Regions from separate parts of the Mus musculus genome. Here region 1 is linked to region 2. Evidence: chromatin contacts called from public HiChIP or PLAC-seq data. All regions are on one chromosome and are shown on one strand. Each heading gives the region's core, a stretch centred on a gene start, on an enhancer-like site or on the middle of the called end of the contact. The rest is flanking DNA. Distances are from core to core; before and after follow the strand shown.

Evidence for each region. HiChIP or PLAC-seq counts read pairs in DNA pulled down with a chosen protein or histone mark.
Region 1: an HNF4G HiChIP or PLAC-seq map of pancreatic cancer cells shows a contact between it and region 2. The contact joins two enhancer-like sites. A contact is called at or near these places in 2 of 39 promoter capture datasets (the HPC-7 cell line and pre-B cells), 6 of 484 Hi-C or Micro-C datasets (CD4 T cells, the N1E-115 cell line, embryonic stem cells and 3 more), 9 of 115 datasets of contacts at active chromatin or transcription factors (the 230-238 cell line, CD8 T cells, the HPC-7 cell line and 4 more) and 3 of 9 other capture datasets (adipose tissue, liver and pancreatic islet).

The regions. Positions count from the first base shown.
Region 1 is chr1:74,320,233-74,322,948 of GRCm38.p6, reverse strand. All of the region lies in intron 2 of Pnkd (paroxysmal nonkinesiogenic dyskinesia), which reads right to left. Among named protein-coding and RNA genes, the nearest start is that of Tmbim1, 17 kb to the right of the region's middle. Within about 2 kb of position 1,383, at least 7 of the 459 cell types and tissues checked have an H3K27ac peak or open chromatin away from gene starts, as enhancers often do. A contact at or near this core is called in pancreatic cancer cells, where this site is marked.
Region 2 is chr1:74,247,818-74,250,798 of GRCm38.p6, reverse strand. Arpc2 (actin related protein 2/3 complex, subunit 2) reads right to left here. Exons shown (of 10, transcript NM_029711.2): 3 at 2,555-2,667. Among named protein-coding and RNA genes, the nearest start is that of Arpc2, 13 kb to the right of the region's middle. Within about 2 kb of position 1,283, at least 247 of the 459 cell types and tissues checked have an H3K27ac peak or open chromatin away from gene starts, as enhancers often do. A contact at or near this core is called in pancreatic cancer cells, where this site is marked.

The DNA of each region.
Region 1 (2,716 bases), core at 134-2,633, 72 kb before region 2:
ACACATCTCTTTGGAGCAGTGAACATACAGACAGCACCTGAAATCTGGAGACACAAGGACTAGACAGACATAGGTCAGCCAGGCATGGCAGCTTACACCTCTACTCCCATCCCAAACTTGGGAGGCAGAGGCACTTGGCCAGACGCATGAGAGGAGAGCCTCAGCAGACTGACAGGGTGTTACAAGAAGGGAACAGTGGCATGCTCTCCTGTCACAGTTCTTGCCTTGGGGTTCGGGGACAAGGACTGAGCAGGGACAAGTGGGCTTGACCTTCAAGGGACACAGCCTGCTGGGATGGAGAGGATAGAGCATGCCCAGATGAGGAACTGAGAATGAATGGAAAGACTTCTGTCTTCATAAAGTAATTATGATACGTCATACTGTGGAAGGTCACAGGAGACTTAAAAGGTATAAGAAACAAAGTAAGTGACACCCAGTGACCTATGAACCAAGTTTCTGTCTTGACTTTCCTATAGCTCTGATAAATACCCTGACAAAAAGCAACCTAGGGGAGGAAGGGTTCCGTTCGCTTTGGCTCAGGTTACAGGTTTGCAGGTTATAGTCTGTTGTCCTGGGGAAGTCAAGGCAGGAATTAATCTTGGTGACCCTGTCTCAAAGGAAGTAGGAAGTGATCCTGAGGATTACGCTCAGACCTACGCACACACACACACACACACACACACACACACACACACACACACACACGCACACGCCAAAAGACAGAGGGGAAAACTTGGATAGTTACTTCAAGGCTAGGTTGGTTGGTTGTGACTGACAGTCTGTGTAGCCCAGGCTGGACTATAAATCAGGGTCCACTTCTGTCTCACCTTCCCAAATGCTAAGACAGCGGGCAGAGCCACCATGCCCCCTCTCCCATGAGGTCTTCAGAGATGCAGGTTGTCTTCATTTCTGCTCTGCCATCCCCAGTGTTCTGAAACATCCCATTATTGGTGGTGGTGGTGGCAGCGGTGGTGGTGTAAATAAGTGTGAATCCGAATATGCATGTGTAGGTCAGAGGACAACTTGTGGGAGTCAGTTCTTCTCCATGGGATCCTGCGATTGGATTTAGATTGTCAGGCTGGCCCTGCAAGTGCTGTTAGCAGTTGAGCCACCTTGGCCACCCTGGAATATTCTTTTAAACTGCTTCATGATGAACACTGCAGATGCACTAGGTCCTTTTTAAGGACAATGGAAACTTTTCAAGAAAGTCCCAGTCTCTCTCTCCTGTCTTCTTACCAGATATGTGACCTGCAGCCACTGAATTGATCTCTCGGTATGGGGTGGTGTGAGAGTCAAGGGTTCTTCTATTTAAAGGACTGAGAACAGTGCCTGGCACATGTGTGCTATATAAATATTTGCTATTATTATCTCATGGCAGGAACTGCATCGAATTCCTGGGTCTAACCAAGACCCACCCACTAGGGCTGGAGAGGAGCTAAAGGCTGAGCTGTTGAAAGAAGAATGGGCAAAATAGAAATTAAGGAGGAAAACTAGGGAGTGGTTAGAGAGAATGGCCATGCAGGAGCTCAGTCTGTGACCGTCAGATGGGGAGCATGGCAGCAGGCAGGCAGGTACGGTGCTGAGGCAGTGGCTGAGAGTTTACATTCTTGTCAGCAAATAGGAGGCAAAGAAAAGTCTGGAAAGGACTGGGCTTTTGAAATCTCAAAACCTGCCCCTACACACCTCCTCCAACAAGGCCACACCTCCTAATCCTTCCCAAACACTTCTATCAATGGTAACCAAACATTCAGATATATGAGCCTATGGGGCCTTGCTCTCATTCAAACCACCACAAGCATCCTCCTGTTTGTCCCATGAGTGGGATTTATAAGGCCATACATTTTAGAGTCTTGGCTCCAAGTCCAAGGGGAGGGGAGGGGAGGGGAGGGGAGGGGAGGGGAGGGGAGGGGAGGGGAGGGGAGGGGAGGGGAGGGGAGGGAAGGGAAGGGAAGGGAAGGGAAGGGAAGGGAAGGGAAGGGAAGGGAAGGGAAGGGAAGGGAAGGGAAGGGAAGGGAAGGGAAGGGAAGGGAAGGAGACCTGAAACCTTGGTGTCCCCATGCTGGGCTAGTTTTCTTTTTTTTTTCTTTTTTTTTTTTTTTTTGGTTTTTGGTTTTTCGAGACAGGGTCTCTCTGTGTAGCCCTGGCTGTCCTGCAACTCACTTTGTAGACCAGGCTGGCCTCGAACTCAGAAATCCACCTGCCTCTGCCTCCCGAGTGCTGGGATTAAAGGCGTGCGCCACCACGCCTGCCTAGTTTTCTTTTCCTGGGGATCTTGTAGTCTTCCTAGTGACTGAATTGCTCTCCTGTTCCCCACTCATTGCTTTTGGCTTTGTTTTTATAGATTTACCTTCTTTCATTGGGACCCTCGCCACAGCCTCCCCTCCCCCATAGGAGGCTCTCTCTAGCTCCAGATCTTCCTAACCCATGAATCTAAATGTGCCCATCTCCTCTGGAAGATGCTGCAGGGCACTTATTCTCTGTGGACTAACAGGCTAGTTCCTAGAAGAGGCCTCCTCTACCCTGACTCTGGTCTAGGTGATGTCCCCTAGCTACATGCACTTCTCTGTCATGTCCTCAGCAGGTTGTGGGGGACACCTGGAGTTCCTTATGGGGAAGGGGGTGCTAGGCTGCATCCCCTCTTCACTCTACTTCTCACTTGGTGCCTACTCTGCTGGCAACTAAAATAGTGTTTTTCTTTCCTTTTTTTTCTTGAATA
Region 2 (2,981 bases), core at 34-2,533:
AAGGTGTATGAATGTTCTCATATTCAATGAACTCTCTAGACAGTGTTAAAATAAACAAAACTGTGTTTTACGTTCCATCTAAAAACCCTCAAAATCCATTACAGGTTAATAAGGCCCTTCACGCCCAACCCATTCCTTTTCTTGGTGCTGCCAGAGGCCAAACCCAGAGCCTTGCAGAAGCTCAATAAACTCTTCCCCATGGAGCTGTGCCCTCCCAGAGAAGCCACTCTTAAATAGTTTTGCCACTCTTAAATAGTCTTTAGAATTATCTCAAGTAAAGGCCTCAAAATAGTTCAGTGAATAACTTCCTAATATTTCTAGACTTAATCCTCACCTACAGAATCTGGTAACAGTGTGAATCCCAAAATGTGAATTCTTGACCACACTTGTTTACAGAGAAAAGCAGGCACTGCCCAGTGTAATAACTAAGTGGTAGCGAGCTTTTACAGAAGAGGAACTTCTGCAAAGGGACCAAGGTCACAGACTCTGTTGGTGGCAGGTCAAGTTCTGACCTGCAGGTGTTGCAGATACCACTTCTCCTAAAACCCTGGGGTGTAAAGGAACATTGGCAAGCTCCCTCTGAGCTACAATCCTACACCACTGATACTTGAAGGAAGGGAGTATCACACACGGGGAAACCAAAGGCCCCCAGGTTCACCAAGTCGATATTCTGAAATCTATAAAGTATTTAGAGGCACGTTTATACCACTTTTAATTCCTTTGTTCTTTCTTCTTTAAAAAAGCTATTTTTTAAAAACTTACTATTATCACGTGTGTGGCTGCTGGCGCCAAGTGTAGAAGTCAGAAGACAACTTCTAGAAGTCAAGTTTTCTCCTCCCACCATGATTCCAGGGACTAAACTAAGGTCATCAGGTTTGCAAGTCAAGAGCTTTCACCCACTGAGCCACTGAAGGCCTTCTCTGTTCCTGCATATCCCTTGAACATTCCCTGCTACTTTGCCAAGACCAACCTCACTATGTAACCCACACTGGCCTCGAGCTCATGATCCCCCTGCCCCCGCCTCCCACTGCTGGGCTCACAGCTGTGTACAACTGTAGCACACTGTCACTCACACTTCCTATCTTGATTCACCTTTACATCTGTGCCTCTTTTTAGCAGTCGGGAGAAGAGGAAGGTGATCTACCTACTTATAACTTTTAAACCTGCCTACTGAGCAGCAGAGCATTCTGCTTTTAAAAAGGGACTATGAAACAGTAACGAGCTTCCTGTGGTTATCACAGGCTGGTCACTGTTTAACCAACCTAGGGAGTCAATTACTGCTTACTCCACTCCCACACTGGGAATGTTATTTCCTCCACCCACTTGGGCTCTTTGGTCTATGTGTGAGCTAGGAAAACAGCAATGTGTTCCAGAGTTGCACTAGCAGGCCAAACACAGGATAAAATGAGTCTTAATAAATCCAAGCCATGCTGGGTCGCAAGCTGCAGCAGACCAGCTTCTTGTCTTCTGAAAAAATTCCCTTAAATTCCCTCTGGTTACTCCCCTTCCTTCAGCAAATCAAAAGCACCTGAACAAAAAAGGGCTCAGCTCCCTGAAGATCTTAGAACTCTTGATTTTAGAGCAAACTTTACAAAGTTCTACATCACATTCCTCAATACACAGCCTTTCAGAAATCTGAAGCTGTTCAAAAGCTACCACTTTCAGAATGAGAAATGGCTGCATCTTCACGTAGCAGATTAAGGAGAGTCTAGTTTGTTAAAATGGATTCAGGAACTGAGTCATACTTCCTGCTTTGAGACCCAACCACAATGTGCAGGCAGGCACTGGTGTAACAGCATTTTCTCTCTTCCATAAATGGCTTGCCCCAGAGCAACTGCAGTTCAACAGGAACCAAGCCTTCTACTCTAGCTACCAAAGCCAGGGCACAAGGCCTGGACAGCCCTGTGCACTTCCCTATGGTAGTTATAAGGAAGGACAGGTGGAAAGGTCAGCTCTAAAGAATATTAACTTTAAAAAACTTACAAGACAGTTACTTATGCTTCCCTTTTGGAATGGAAACCAAGATTATGACGTTTAATACACATAAATTCCAAGCTGCCTTGATAAGATTCTAAATATGGACCAGAACCTGTCTTATTGTTACTGTAACTATTTTTGTTAAGAAATATTCTCTGTTATTTCTGGAGGACTGTTTCGTTTTCACTATTTTGCACAATCTGTCTAGCCTGAATAATTTGAAAAGATAAGATTCCCGAGTTGGGTATGGTGGTACATGCCTATAATCCTAGTACTTGGAAGATGAAGGCAATCAGGAATTGGAGGCTTTCCATCCAGCCTGAGCTATGTGAGACCCTTTTTAAAAAACTTCTAAACTTCGCTTAGGAAATATCATTATTGCTCCAAGATAAAACCAAGCAAGCCAAGAGGCAATATCTCTGAAAAACATTTTTATGGGGAATGGAGTTGGAAGCCCCTGTTAGCTGTATAAAGAAGCCTCTGTTTGTAAGGGGGATGTGGCCCTCACTGAAGGGCAAGGGGCCAACCAAAGGTAAAGCAAAAACAAGAGTCCCAAGGAAACCAATGTGGACCTTACCTCATCAGCTCCATGTGCCTGAAGTTCCTTGTAGAATTTCAAAGAAATACTGACCATCACTTTTGTTTTGTCTCCATTAGGATTTGAAATATGATAAAGGACGCCATCAAAATCTGTGAAAAAAGCAAGTAAGATTGCTCACTCTAGAAACAGGAGTAATCTACTATCTACCACAGGGCTGGCCAGGAGGAGAGCTCCAATAAGAGAGATTCAAGTAAAACAATGTTTATTTTTAGTTCATGGGAAGCCAACCAAAAATCTGCTATGGAATTGCTCCATGGCCCCCTCTTTGGTCTCTTTTAAAATTACAAAGCTATTTTTTTGTGTAACCATAGTTTATACTAAAGTAACGTTAAAAAACAAAACCCTTTCATTGTAACATGTTTCCAACAGAAAAAAAGCTATTAAAGAGTCCACCTATGCAGCA